Linked DNA regions of Mus musculus: all the other regions are linked to region 1. The links are chromatin contacts, called in public promoter capture Hi-C maps. All regions are on one chromosome and are shown on one strand. The core of a region is the stretch at or near the end of the contact, and the rest is flanking DNA. Distances in the headings are between cores, read along the strand shown.

Evidence for each region. Promoter capture Hi-C pulls out the DNA fragments that hold promoters and counts their contacts. Capture Hi-C pulls out chosen DNA fragments and counts their contacts.
Region 2: a promoter capture Hi-C map of second pharyngeal arch cranial neural crest shows a contact between it and region 1. The contact joins the promoter of Vps45 here to the promoter of Golph3l in region 1. A contact is called at or near these places in 2 of 39 promoter capture datasets (liver and second pharyngeal arch cranial neural crest), 1 of 15 datasets of contacts at CTCF or cohesin (the NIH/3T3 cell line) and 1 of 115 datasets of contacts at active chromatin or transcription factors (effector CD8 T cells).
Region 3: a contact with region 1 is called in a promoter capture Hi-C map of hematopoietic stem and progenitor cells, with 2.6 times the contacts expected there. The contact joins the promoter of Car14 here to the promoter of Golph3l in region 1. A contact is called at or near these places in 2 of 39 promoter capture datasets (hematopoietic stem and progenitor cells and stem cell-derived epiblast-like cells), 1 of 15 datasets of contacts at CTCF or cohesin (the NIH/3T3 cell line), 3 of 115 datasets of contacts at active chromatin or transcription factors (bone marrow-derived macrophages, embryonic stem cells and pancreatic cancer cells) and 2 of 9 other capture datasets (adipose tissue and pancreatic islet).
Region 4: a promoter capture Hi-C map of adipose tissue shows a contact between it and region 1. The contact joins the promoter of Prune1 here to the promoter of Golph3l in region 1. A contact is called at or near these places in 3 of 39 promoter capture datasets (cranial neural crest, hippocampal neurons and stem cell-derived epiblast-like cells), 1 of 484 Hi-C or Micro-C datasets (muscle stem cells), 1 of 115 datasets of contacts at active chromatin or transcription factors (effector CD8 T cells) and 2 of 9 other capture datasets (adipose tissue and pancreatic islet).
Region 5: a contact with region 1 is called in a promoter capture Hi-C map of pancreatic islet. The contact joins the promoter of Prpf3 here to the promoter of Golph3l in region 1. A contact is called at or near these places in 12 of 39 promoter capture datasets (the 3T3-L1 cell line, the C10 cell line, cranial neural crest and 8 more), 2 of 484 Hi-C or Micro-C datasets (the HPC-5 cell line and bone marrow-derived macrophages), 2 of 115 datasets of contacts at active chromatin or transcription factors (large pre-B cells and microglia) and 4 of 9 other capture datasets (adipose tissue, liver, macrophages and 1 more).

The regions. Positions count from the first base shown.
Region 1 is chr3:95,587,582-95,590,357 of GRCm38.p6, reverse strand. It overlaps Golph3l (golgi phosphoprotein 3-like), which reads right to left and starts at 1,424. Exons shown (of 5, transcript NM_146133.3): 1 at 1,224-1,424. The coding sequence starts at 1,391. It overlaps Hormad1 (HORMA domain containing 1), which reads right to left. Exons shown (of 15, transcript NM_001289532.1): 15 at 2,498-2,776. It overlaps Gm40097 (a long non-coding RNA gene), which reads left to right and starts at 1,541. Exons shown (of 3, transcript XR_867468.2): 1 at 1,541-1,713.
Region 2 is chr3:96,057,076-96,059,851 of GRCm38.p6, reverse strand. Vps45 (vacuolar protein sorting 45) reads left to right here and starts at 1,397. Exons shown (of 15, transcript NM_013841.3): 1 at 1,397-2,170; 2 at 2,738-2,776. The coding sequence starts at 2,078.
Region 3 is chr3:95,903,267-95,906,042 of GRCm38.p6, reverse strand. Car14 (carbonic anhydrase 14) reads left to right here and starts at 1,358. Exons shown (of 11, transcript NM_011797.3): 1 at 1,358-1,723. The coding sequence starts at 1,669.
Region 4 is chr3:95,280,755-95,283,530 of GRCm38.p6, reverse strand. Prune1 (prune exopolyphosphatase) reads left to right here and starts at 1,455. Exons shown (of 8, transcript NM_173347.2): 1 at 1,455-1,946. The coding sequence starts at 1,908. Mindy1 (MINDY lysine 48 deubiquitinase 1) reads right to left here and starts at 596. Exons shown (of 10, transcript NM_199475.1): 1 at 1-596.
Region 5 is chr3:95,854,495-95,857,270 of GRCm38.p6, reverse strand. It overlaps Prpf3 (pre-mRNA processing factor 3), which reads left to right and starts at 1,386. Exons shown (of 16, transcript NM_001316751.2): 1 at 1,386-1,522.

The sequences.
Region 1 (2,776 bases), core at 175-2,674:
TCAAAAAAGAAAAAGAAAAAGGGGCTAGAATATGGCTCAGTGTTACAGTTACAGCATAGTGTTATTTAGCATATATAAGGTCCTAAGTACCATTCCCATAAATGGGGGAAAAAAAATCTGAGCACACACCCTTTTATACTAAGCATTACACTTGTCTAAGTCATCTGTGATAAAGCTTAAAGTTAGCACAGTTCATACAAATGTAAATGTATTTTATTTTTCGTTTGTTTAGAACGAAACAAAACAGGGTTGCTCTGTGTAAATGTCCTAGCTATCTTGGAATTCATTATGTAGACCAGGCTGGCCTTGAACTTAGAGATCCACCTGCCTCTGCTCCCCAAGTGCTGGAATTAGAGGTGTGTCACCACTGCCTGGTATAAATGTCAATTTTTATGATTAAAAGCAAGTCAAAAACTATCAGCAATTATATATCTTTGAGGTCAAAAGAATAATATTTAAAATGTGCTATGGTTGTGCCTAGTTCAACAATTTTATCTTGCTTTCTTTCTGCCTCTGATCCTTGTGATCTTGGAGTTTTCTTCCTTTTCCTTTCCTCCCTAAATACTGTCTGTCCAGTCTTTGAAGGCCTACTAAAGACAAGTGAGGCCTTAAGGTGAATTCTATCTCTCCACTATGCATATATTAAACACTTAGAAATGGATTTTTCTTCAGTTGTATGTAAACAGAAATTTATACTTAAGCCCTTTAAAATGTTTATTATAGTCCCTCTTTTGTTATGGCTGTCTGTTACATTAAACTTCTCCAGGGCTGAAATATTGTCATCTTTTAATTTTTATATTCTCCATAGCAACTAGCACAATATCTTTAACGTTTTAACTGCTCAAATAAATATATACTCATTAAACAGCACCAGAAATACACACCAAGAGTCTTACAAACAATTCTTCATACAAGCGTATATTTCAAATATAATTTTCAGGGGAAGTAAGAAGAGTGAAGGAACAGAACACAGAACAATGCCTTAGGGTGCCAATTCCATTTGGCATTATTTCCAAACCCAATCCAAGAAACTTTAACACCCCGGGGAGAATGGGGGCAATTTTCTTTGAGGAATTCATCATTTCCCTGTGGCCACTTATTAGTTAAAATACCCTACTTGAAAACATGATGAGCAACAACAAATAAGTAAAAACCACCCTTTCTCTCTAAAGTAAAATACTGACCAGCTCTGTTGGATGTTAAGAAGTGTTATATTTGCTCACCTGACGTTGCTCCTGAGCTGCAGTGGGACGTAGGCTGCAGTTCGCGCTCTCGTTTTGGAGGGCACCTGTTTCCCGTACCCTAGGCGGGTTCCAGTAGGTGAAAAACTTCTCAGCCACACAGAGAGTACAAACTTCCTGATCCTTCGTTGCAGAGAGGGAATAACACATCAGCTTCCTCAGGATCACTAGGCAACCTACCTTGGTGTTTCTTCATTGGGCCAATCAGAAACCCCCAAGTTTGACTCTAGCCAATCGGAGCTTACGAGGGGAGGTCCTCCGGGCTATTGTGTTGCGATCCAGACAAACATCACCAAAAGGAGGCAGGTTTGGGTTCAACCTGACAGCTGGTCTGTCCAATGAAGGAACCTCGGTGGCTGCGAGGAAAAGGCTGCATCCCACCCCGATGAAATTACCCAATCAAAGTATTCTGTGAGATAGCACAGTGCTGCCAATCACGAAAGGATTCTGTTGGCCAATTTCAGTGTAGCAGGTGTTTTTCTGTAGCTGTCTGTATTGGCACTGCTGGTTAAGAAATGTTGGCATCCAAGCAATAAGGCTAAGAGTAAACTCTGAGCTTAACTTTGCCTCTAGAAAAACGTAATCTGACTCGGTTTGTGCTGTTTATACTGAACAGCATGGGTACTATTACACACATAACAGCTCTAGAGGGATGTTATCCCACTTTGATAATCCTGTAGCTACTGTACAGTTTGGAATATGGCTGCTAAAATTACAAGACGGAAACAGATCAAGTTTTTAGGTCTTCCTTTTCTGAAGCAAAGGAAGCAAATAGCTTGGGTGGGGCTAGGTTCCAGGTCTCTCAGCAAAACAATTGTTCACACTACCACTCAAAAGTTCTAAAATGTGTCCACCTCGCGAAAGATATACTTACTTAAATTCTCTCAAAATTAATAGCTGAACACTTTCTGTTAATTAAATAACTAGAAGCCCTGAAAGACCCTGCACACTGAGCATCTTAGTCATGGTATTAAGATGCCGGTCTTTTTTTTATTGGCCATTGCTTTTATCATTTTTGCTCTAAATACATATTTAAAAGTTGTTAATAGGGCTGGTGAGATGGCTCAGCGGTTAAGAGTGCCGACTGCTCTTCCAAAGGTCATGAGTTCAAATCCCAGCAACCACATGGTGGCTCATAACCATCTGTAATGAAATCTGATGCCCTCTTCTGGTGTGTCTGAAGACAGCTACAGTGTACTTACATATAATAAATAAATAAATATTAAAAAAAAAAAGTTGTTAATAACACACTATATCAAAATAGCAAACATTGTTTTAATAGCACCAAGTAAATGGTACAGTTTTAACATAAGTAAAAAGTGTATCCTTACAGAATTTTAAAGTCAGAATAAACACTTCAAAAATGGTTTTAGAGGGCCTTAAAACTTAACACATTTAAAAAAAAAGCTTTCTTTAAAATAGAAGGCAGGTTGTATTCAGTGGATATGAGCAGAATCAATGACATTTGTATTTTTGTTTAGTCAAAAGTTCCCTTGGATTTATCTCAGGTAAACACAATATAATAGCTAAAACTT
Region 2 (2,776 bases), core at 148-2,647, 470 kb before region 1:
GTCCTGGAACTCACTCTGTAGACCCCGCTGGCCTCAAACTCAGAGATCTGCCTGTCTCTGCCTCCTGAGTGCTGGGATTAAAGGTGTGTGACACCACTGCTGGCTTGTTCTTTTTAAGATACAGAAAGTTGAAAAAATATGACATACTATATTACAGTCCAGGTAAGGAAATAGAATCCAAGCAACATGGGTGATGGTGATTTTTCAGATACCAGTAACTTGCTAGATTTGTGGGTAAATTTTATTTTCTTTGATGAGTCAGTTTTCTATAATATATGAACTTTTTTGCTGATAAAACAGGATTGTATATAACATTAGATCTCATTTGTGTGTAGTTAATATCCCACTGACTCGTTTAATATAAAGCTTTAAGGCTTCTGTCAAAACATATGCACACCAGTAACTCCAGCACTGCAGACACTGAGGGGTCACGCGTTCAAAGTCAGCCCGTGTTACATTGCAAAGCCTTATTCAAACAAAAAGGAAGAAGAAAGAAAGTCTCAAAACCTGTACTGTGCCCAATGGGAAGTTTTATTTACTGGTTTATTTATTGACTGGAAAACTGAAAAGAACACATTTTCACAATTTTAGAAGTGACAAATACCTGTATTTCAAGTGACTTCTAGTCTTCCTCAAGGGATTTGGAAACTTCGCATAATTTGCATAACCCGATTAAGTTCTTCTATTCTATTTAACCGCATATTTCTTACAGTATGTTGAAAAAACTAGTATTTAGTGGTGCTGTGTTGATTTTAAATTAATTTTTTAAATTAGCATTCTCAATGAGTCTCATAATGGCATTTATACACATGACAATAATATCTCATTCTAATGTGTTTCCTTTTTTTCCTGCCTCCAGCCCCTCTACCCCTAACCCCGCGGTTCCTAAAGCTCCCTGGTCCCCTTCCTCTACTAAATAGTCTGTCTGTTTTGTGCTCCTTGTATTCATTCCCTTGTATTCCAATACTATGTCTATCCGGGTCTCCCTCTCTTAAAATCTCCTTCTCACCTCTGGTGATCCTTTGCAGTTTCACATCTCACACACGTCATTATTTTGGTGTAAATATTTGAAGCACTAATAGCCAATGATTTGTTGCAGTTATTTGTCTTCCTGGTTGTACAGTTCTCTATTGTAAGAAGGTGAGGAACAAAACACCTTGATCCGAAGTGTGATAATAGTGTGTCATCTGTTGAATTTTTTGGAAACTGAAGCTTTAAGATCCAGTTGATTGCTAATTGTTCTTGCTTCTTAGATTAAAAATGTGTTTACCTTTAAATTCTCAAGTTGGTTTTGTTCCGGCCCCAATGAATTAACTGTCCCCGCCCATTGCAGGGGCCCTGGAAACCCGGCGTCCCTGAAAGCCAACCAAATTCAGTACTTTGGGCGCCGCGAGCTCGCAGTCCCAGCGGTCCTGAGTAGGGGGCGGGTGGAAGCTCCGCGCCTTCCTGGGGTCTCTAAGGTCTACAACATCTCTAAATAGCGTTCCCATTGTTTCTTCATTCAACAAACGTGATGAATTTCAGCTCCCCTTCTCTCTTTAGGAAACCCAGTTGAGTCTCATTCTATGACCTACCAAATACAAAATGCCGTCTCTTGATGCTACTTTGTTTGGATACTTTAGAAAACCGGGGCTGCCTCTGTAACCTAGCCTGGGCTATCAGAGAACTTGCTATGCAGTACAGACCTGGGACCCCGCTGCCCCAGCCTGCCCAGTGCTACGATGACGTGCGAGGGCTTCAGAAAAGATGCTCAGCAAACAGTGTCCGAGAGAGCTGTATCCCGCGGTGCGCCAAGCGCTTCCCTACTCAGGACCAGAAGCCAGCACAGCGCGGGTTCGGGGAAACAGGCTGCCTTCCACTCCCTACCGAGAAGCGTCGGGAATGGCACCGTCGCTTAGCTGCTGAGTCTGAGTCCCGGACTCCACGGAGGAACTACAATTCCCAGTATCGGAGCTACCCGGACTCCCGGAAGCCGAGGCTTTGGCGACCGGAAGCAGCTGAGACCCAACAGGCCTGAGGTTAATTCAGCCAGGAAAGTGGGTGGGAAGGGCTGTGGGGCACCTGTCAATTCGCCACCATGAATGTGGTCTTTGCTGTGAAGCAGTATATTTCCAAAATGATAGAGGACAGCGGGCCGGGCATGAAGGTACTTCTCATGGATAAAGAAACGGTGAGTTTGCTTTTGCTCAGTATTTATAAAGGAAGCTCTCCCTTCCTTTAGAATTGCTGGCCCCGTTCCGCTGTAGAACTTAGCATTTCACTGATGACGATGATCAAGTCTGTCTGGCACTGGGAAAGTTGTAGAATGCTTTCCCAGTGGGTGTGCAGTCTAACCAGCTCTAACTGGTGCCAAGAGACTTCTTACACCTGAAAGAGTGTCTGCAAAGAAATTGTTACTGGCGACACAGGGAAGACTTTACTCAACGTTGTTTTTAAAAGTAAATTGTTGGGGTTCAGCTGAAATAACAGGCTATTTGTTGACCACAACTTTAAAAAAGGAATTGTAAAGGAATGGTGAAGATCCTCTTTAGAAGTTTCTGAGTTGTTCATGTTCAGAGAGAGTGGTAGGTTTTCATTCTAACACATTACAGCCTGTTTTGGATATTAGGTAAATATTATTCTGTATATTAGAATTTAAATTACCTACTCAAATATTAGTGGCAAAAGGCTTAACTATTGATGCATGTTTTTACTAGTCCGGACTAGTATAATCTTAGTTCGTTCTTTTGCTTTACAGACTGGTATAGTGAGTATGGTCTACACACAGTCAGAGATT
Region 3 (2,776 bases), core at 109-2,608, 320 kb before region 1:
ATAAAACGTTGTGTGTGTGTGTGTGTGTGTGTGTGTGTGTGTGTGTGTGTATTTTAAATATATATATATATTTTTAAAAAGTCCTTACTCTGAAGCTCAGTCGTGGGACAGAAAAGCACTCTGAGCTCCTGTCTCCGCAGGAGTGATGACCTGGCACATGCATTATTCTGTTCATTTGGCTTTTATCCCGTGCCCTTGTTTGGCTTCTGCTCCTTTGTTTTGGCTATTTATTGCTACTTGATAGGAGTAAGGAGGGCAGAAAGACCTCACAGAGGTTATGGAGGAGAGATTTCACCATCTAGCTTGAAATTATCTGTGGTCTTCACACTCACTAATGAGGGACTTAGGATGTACATTCCGATCGGGATTTCTAGTCCCGTGGGGGAGCGCACACCAGCCACATTCCTGAGACGCCACGCAGCCTCCATGCTCCACTAGCAAACTCAGTTCCACCACAGCAAGTTTCACTTGATCCCACAGGACCTGCCTGGACCCTTTGTTGGGTGGGCGGGAAGCCCCTGGACCCCTCACCCACCTGGTCACATGGCCTTTCTATGGCCCCTCCCCTCTCTTTCTTTGGAGTCCGCCTTTTTCTCATGGTGACAGTAATTGTTTCTACAGTCACCCATCACTCCTCCTGCCCGGCCTCTCTGCTAGGGGTCAGTGTCCTCTTCAGTGACAAAAGGCGCCCTAGATCTGGGCTCCCTGGGGAGGGAGGTGGCTGGATCTGGTAGTTAGAATGCTGTCTCTCCCTGGTGCTGCGACAACCCCTCCCCCGCTGTGCACACAAATGGGCTTTATCCGGCAAACAAAACCGCACCCCCACCCCAGGCTACACAGGCACGTGGACCTAAGCCTCACCAAGGGAAGGGGGTGGTGACAGGCGCCAGAGAAAGACGAGGCAGAAGACAAATATTCTCCTCGCCCCACTTCTTGCTCTCCACAATCCAGATTTTAAAGTTTGACTTTCCACTCCCCACCTGCTCCCTGAGCCTCCAACTTCTGTTCTCCTATCTCCCGAATCTGAATTCTTTCTGGTTCCAACCAGCTCAACTTCTCTTGGTTTCAGAAACAGGTTCCCCACCAGCAGTCCCATACCACCCAGGGATGTGCTCCTCAGGCAGGGGAATGAGAACACGGTGTCCTGGGAGGGAGAGGTGCGAAACCCCCCTTCCCTGACCGAGAGTTCCAGGGGACACCCGTACGAGCGGCAGTGTAAATAGCAAAGGAAGAGCTCACTCCAGGGTCCTGAGCCAAGGCCAGGGCGCTGGGCTCTGCTGGGCCATCCTGCATGCCTAATCCGCTATTTAAGGAGCTGCTCGGCTGCAGCCCAGGCACCACCCCCCTCCTCACGTACACCGGTTTCGAGCCACCTTAAAAGCGGGAGGCAACTGTGAAGTTGCTGGCCAGTAAGTGGTGTGGAGATTACGAAGGGACATACGGAGAGGGCAGAGAGAGGAAGAGAGAGAAAGTGAGAGAGGAAGAAATTTATCCTGGGATCCAGAAGTTCGTGTTAACCTGTGGAAAATCAAGTCCCTGGAAGTCTGCAGAGACAGAGACAAGAAGAAAAGAGATAGAACGCCAGAAACTCCTCTCTCTCCCTCCCTCTCCACCTCTCTCTTCTAAACCCCAAATTCCTGGTCCCTTGTACCCCATTGTGGGGATAATATGTTGTTCTTCGCTCTCCTGTTAAAGGTGACTTGGATCCTGGCTGCAGATGGGGGTAGGTACAACTGGGTCTGTGCTAATGTCCACCCGTAGCCATGTGTACTTATGTGGGGGAGGAGAGGTTTCAGAAAGGGAAGCCTAGGGGCTGGGGGGTAGGGGGGGGAGGCATGGGGTGGGAGAAAGACTATGGAGGAGATCCTTCCATTCTTTTCCTTTTCCTCTCTAACCCAGCGATTACTGCTATCTCTGCGACAGGGAGAGCTAGCCAGAGGCCAGTGTGTGAATGCTCAGGAGTGTAGGACACTCGGCCAGCTACAGTTCTCCAGTCCACTCTTTCCCCACTGCCCTAGTCCCGGGCAGCCCTCCTGCCCGTCTTTGTTTACGCACTCTGCTGGTTAGGGAGAGCAGGGGTGAGAAGGGACACGTGCTGCAGTCCTGCCCGACTCAGACCCCGACCCTCTGCTGATCAAAGGATAACTCCATTACCTGCCAAGGGGCAGGGGCAGCTGGTCCATTTCCCTGAAAGGAACACGACTAAACGTTTGCTCAGCTCTTTATAGTGTACAAAGGGCTTTCAGGATTAGGAGAGAGGTGGGGAGACGTTGGAGAAAACAAGCTAAGTTGTTTCTGGAACGCCTGAAGGATTCCCACAACTTTTTTTGTTGTTATTGCTTATTTTTATTTACTTTTTTTTTTGAGACAAGGTTTCACGTGGCCAGACCTATCTCAAACTCACTCTGTAGCTGAGGTTAGACCTGCTTGGCTCTGCCTCCCCATGCCTGGTTTCTACACCCTGTTTTTGTGCTTCTCAGGCCCCATTCTGTATCCAGCACATAGTAGGTGAGGGATTAAAGTTTATTGGAAGGACGAGGTGGGGGGGGGGATTATCTAGAAAGCGAGAGGAAGATGGGACCAAGGGATCCAAAAGAAAATGAGGAGTCACAAATCTCTTCTGAGAAGAAACAATTTGGAAAGAGGAAAAAAGAGGCATTAGAATCAGCTCAGAGCATTTCACAGGAAGGGCAGGGCACCTTCACAACAGCCAGAGAACTCTAGTTGTTGGAGTATCCTAAAGAGATAGTGAAGGAGGGGTGGGGGGGAGCTACTC
Region 4 (2,776 bases), core at 206-2,705, 310 kb after region 1:
GCCAGCCGCCTCCCAGCTGTCAGCCCCAGAGCTTACACGGCTTGACACGGGTTTACTCTCGCGGCGTCCAGCCTGGGTCGCTGCCACTTCCGGACACACGCCCAATACGGGGGACGCTGGAGCAGGGTCGGGGCCGAGGACAAGCAAGGCACAGCGCAGGCGGTCCCGCCTGGCTTCCCAGAGTCTTCAGGATTCCCGAGTCACCGAGCCTCCGGCGTGCGCTCCAGGCCGTGCCTACAAACTGGCTTTCAAAGGAAGTTTGTGGTTTTTCTTTTTCTTCTCTCTGTCCCTCTTTTCCCCCTGTCCGGACAAAGACAAATTAGCCAAGGACGCGGTCCCTAGAGGAGGAGGAGGAGGAGGGGCCTGCTCAGCTACCGAGGATTTCCATCAGGGCTGTCTGAGCCGGTCAGCAGCCCGGTGAGCCGCAGAAAGGAAGAGAGAAAAACAACAGACCCTTTCTCTTCCCTCCGCCTGCCGCTGGAAGGGACGGAGCGCGTGTGCCTCTCTGGTGAGAACCGGGAAAAGCAAGCGGCCTGGCAGAGCCCGGAGGAGCAGGGCGGGACAGCGGCTGTTGATTAGACCTCCCTGGATGCCCGCCGCAGCCCTCTGCTCTGGAGCCAAGAAAGCAGGGCGGAAGGGCGTTGTGTTTGCATATGTACTCGTTCAATAAGAAAGAAAATTCCCACTCCTGGTTTTCTGGAGCCCCTGAGCTCTTTCCCAAGGCTTCCCTTCTTCCCCGTATGCTTTTTTTGAAAGGCTAGGAATGAAACTGGTTCAGCTGTGTACCTGGTCGGGGGCGAGGAAGACGCTCTTCTGCCTCTTCTCACCTCCCCGAGAAGCAGGACGATCTGGGGATAGATTAAAAAATGAGGGAACATGTTATGATGAAGGGACATTTTCCCCCCAAGTAGTCTGCCCTGGGACACGCAAGTGGCAGTTAAGGGATGTTGGAACCCAGCCTTAGGTTCTGAAGGCTCCTCTAAACTCTATTGATGTGACGGCCAAAGGATAAGGCTTCAAGCAACTCGGAAAGCCGAGAGAACTGTTGCAACAGAGACCCAGGAAGCAAAGTCACGGTTGCAACAGCCCATGAATGAGGAGTATTTGCTCAGGCTGTAGAAGAAAGGCTATGAAGAAGGAGGAAGAGTTGGCACGACAGTAGGTTTTAAGAAAACAAGTCAAACATTATGGTAATGTTTTCCTATCGTGAACAAACACATTGATCACGATTTGTCAGTTTGGTAAAGGGGAGAATTTAAAAAAAAGAAAGAAAAAACACCTAACCAGGGAAGCTATTTTAATAAATAATATGTACAGCAATGTTGTAATTTAAAGTCCTAACCAAACCAGGCCTGTGAATCCAGTATTCAGGAAACTGAGGAGAAAGATTACAAATTCCAGACAGGTTGGGCTAGATAGAAAGAATTTGTATTTTAAAAAAAATTGAGAGATTAATTTACATCAATCTCGAACAGATTTTCGGTGTAATATATGGAAAGGTACTATACTTAGTCCTATCTGCAAGTTCAGATGCCATAAAGGCGAGTTATTGTGACACATACACAATTTGCATGTCATAGCCCTCCGAAAACTGCTCACTTGAGGACAAACACGAGCTGCTGGACTACATTTCCCAGGAGGCACCGCGATATACCATACTCCTCCTTGACGTCCCATGAGTCTTTGGGCTCAGAACCCAGCCTCTGCCGCTGGGGGGCGGGGCAACGCCGGACTCCCGGAGTGCCGGATTACGCACTTCCTCCTGGGGTTCGGAGGCCGAACCCTTTAGTGGCGGGTTCGAGTCCCGCCCCCTGACTCTCGGCTCTAGACCCTAGGTCTAGGGCGGGGTACATTCTGCCGGGTTACCTCTCCTGGCTGAGGGGCAACGGCACACCTCGGGCTTTACCATGGAGGACTACCTGCAGGACTGTCGAGCCGCTTTGCAGGTAACGGGTCCCAGTCCGTGACCGAAAGGAATGCAGCGTGGGGTCTGGGAAGGACGAAGGTGTGGGATCTGGGGAGCCCGGACGGTCGGTGTGGAGGGATCACAGAGATGGACGCGGGGGAGCTAGAGGACCAAGCCCTTCGGCCATAGGCGGGAGAGCCCGGAGAAAGGAGTCTCTTGGTTTGCTTGAGTCGGGTCCTTCGGCAGAACCTGTGCGGCGGCCGCCAGCCTCGCCCGGCGAGGTGTGTCTCTCCCTTCTCCCCGCCCCTCTCAGTTTCCCTCCCGCAAGCGGGCTTCAGCCCACTGGGTCCAGGTGAACCTCTGGGAGTGGAGGGCACTGGGTGCACCGCTTTATTGCCTCTGAATGGCGGTTTGCCTTTTTTTTTTTTCCCTCCTAGGTAGAGGCGGTCGTGGTGTTTTACTTTAAATCTTTGTTTTTATGCCAAATATACAGAATAATTCATCAGGCATATATGTTGACCCACAACTTACATTCCTTTGCTTCCAGTGTTCTCCTTTAGTGTTAATGCAGGCGCGTGCGCATACACACACACACACACACACACACACACACACACACACACGTAAAAATACCGCCTCCTTGGTAAGGGATAAACACAAAGTGTGTTTGGAATCTAAACCATAAGCACGGCCCTGAATTCTTTGTAGCTTATTTTTGGTGCTTCCTGAACCAGCTGGACTCGCCCAGCTGTGTTGACAGGCTGTGTGGCATTAGGTCGCTCTTCCCTTTAAAGGCTCCAAGTCACCTGGCCCCCTGCTGTAAGTTTCTCTGCCCCTGAAGAAACAGATAGGCATCTTCCTTTCAAATAA
Region 5 (2,776 bases), core at 137-2,636, 270 kb before region 1:
GAAGTACTTTCTCTTACCTAACTGCATTTGATGTCCCTTATCTAACCTCTATCCACTACCCCCACCTTTCCCAGAGGAACTGCCATTCCTTAAAAAAAAAAAAAAAAAAAAAAAAAAAGTTTTACATTTTATTTGGGGGATGTGTAGTGGGGAACTTGCCATGGTAGACAAGTATTTATTAAGTACTTAATTGTATGAGTGTTACTGTAAGTATAAGCACTAAGCGTGTGGTGGCTATTCCTGGTTATCTACTTGACTATATTTGGAATGAACTACAATTCAGAATTGGAAGGCTCACCTGTGATCCTAATCTGGAGGCTGAGATATACAATTTCTGACCTGGATCTTGGCACGGAGATCTTGAGGCATAGTGGCTATAAATTCCAGAAAATTAAGACTGGGGGATCTTTGAGTTGAAGGCTTGGTGGCACACACCTTTCATCTGGGCCACACCTTCTGCTGGAGACCTACATAAGGACATTGGAAGAAGGAAGATTCTCTCTCTCTTCTCCACCTGCTTGTCTTGTGGGACTGAGCAACTGCTAGATCCTTGAACTTCCTTTCATAGCTGCTGCTGCCCATTGTTGGGACTTGGACTACAGACTGTAAGTCATCAACAAATCCCCTTACTATACAGAGACTACCCATAAGTTCTATGACTCTAGAGAACCCTGACTAGTACAAAGCCTAAGTTAACTTTTATGAATACGGTAGATGATACTACAAGTACAATAAGGAAAAAAAAAAGAAAAAAGAAAAAAAAAGTGGGACTCTAGAGCGTCAAGTATCAAAATTAAATAGGGCGGCCAGAAAGGCTTCTCTAAGGCTAATTTGAGCACAAACCCGAAGTAGAGTGGAGTGCAAATCTTGTAGTTTTCTTAGTAAAGAGCCATGCAAGGCAGAAAGCGACAAGCGAGAAAGTAGTCTGGTTTCTGAGGCTGAGCTAGCAATTGGAATACTGTTATCCCTAGAGGTTAGGAAGTGAGGCAGGTTTTGGTGTTTCATTGGCGAATGGGAAGCCAGGGGATAGCTCTGAATCTGTTCTTTTTTGTTGCCTGGTCTCTGGTATCGATTTTAAATTAGGGAGGCAAAGTTAAGGGAGGGCAGCTAATGCTAGAGATCACAATTTTTTTTTTTTTAAACTAGAAAGGACACTTTGAGTACGAATGTGGACGTCCTTGCTTTTAGTTCTAAGTGATAATCTTAGCGCACTAACTCTTTGGACCCGAGGGAATGTGATGCCAACCGATTTCTGCTCCGGGAAATAATGCCCGAACTAACGTTGGCATCGCTCCGGGACAACCCGCGGACTAGGCTTTAGGATCCCGCGGCGCGTGCGCCCCGCGGCCGGCACCTTGATACCGCGGCTGCGCAGCTGAGGCCCCGCCTTCCGTAGTCACGTGCCGTAGGGACCGCAGCGTGGCGGTGTGTGGCGGTAGCGACGGCGGGCCGTAGGGCAACCGGAAGGTTTCCGGTTCCGGTGTAACGTTCGGGCTCCGTCTCAGGGGCTGAAGTTTGTGAGGTGAGTAGTGGCCCCGCGCCCGAAAGGCTGTAGCCTTCGGTGCGAGCGGCTGGACAGGGCGGGAGTGCTCGGCGGGAAGCAGGCTGGGAGGACTCCCTGGTTCTGTCCGGGGAAGAAGTCAGAATGGGCTGGCTGAAGGCAAAGGGCGGGGGCGGGAAGCAGCAGGGTGGGCAAACCTGCCCTGAGGTGAGGAGTTAGCGCGGACTCGGTGGGGCCGGGGCCAGGTGGGAAGATAGCAAAGACCGGAGCATGGGGTTCCAGGGGCTTGTAGCGTAGAAAAGTAAGGAATCCCTTCGGAAGATGAGATTCTGCTACCTGCTCATTCAGAAGACAGCGTTCTGCCTCCCTCCCCTTCCCCTTCCCCTTCCCCTCCACCCCCCAGCCCCCCACCGACGCTGACGCCCCCTCGCTATTAGAGTTGAACATCTGGTTAGTGACAACTCTACTGACTGAAACTTTCTTATCCATTGACTGTTTCGTTTGCACATTCGGGTCGAATTTGAAGACATCCATTTGTTAGTATATTTCTTGAGCTTACATCCAATATGCTTAATATGCTTCACCTATTACTCTGGATTTTGAAAATTGCTTAAACTTTCTAGCCTATTATTCAATTGTAGTGGGTTGTAAGTCCCATTAACATGAGGATTCTTGGCTGTTTTGTTCACTGCTGTGTGTGTCCTTACATGCAGTAAGTATTCTGCTTGACAAGAAATAGTAACTTAAGTATTTATTGAATGGAGTGTTATACCAGATGTCTCATTTTCTAAGATAAGTATACTGAGGCTCTCGGGAATTAACTTGCTTTCCTAAGGGCTTATGAATGGTGGTGCTTACTATATTCTATCTTAAATGGGCTTTCTTCTCCACTTTTAGTGCCTGTGGTTGCTTTCTTTTTGATAGGCAGTATACTGCTATCTCATGATGGCCCAAAAAAGCTATCCCAGGATTATTCATAAAAGTTGTCACTGAGAAACAGCCTTCCAGATTCATTCAGATGTATTAAATACTGTGTATTGACAGATCTTATGAGAGAGAAATCTGTCAAGAATGTAGGAGCTAATTAGACTGCATCTTTTTTTTTTTTTTTTTTTTTTTATGACAAGGTCTCATGTAGCCACCGGTGATGTTGAACTCTGTAGCCAAGGCTGGACTTGAACTCCTGATTCCCCTTGTGCTGGGATCACAGGCTTGTATGATCATTCTGAGGTTGCATTTTTTAGATGTCTTTAAACATCTTGAAAGAGTAATTCC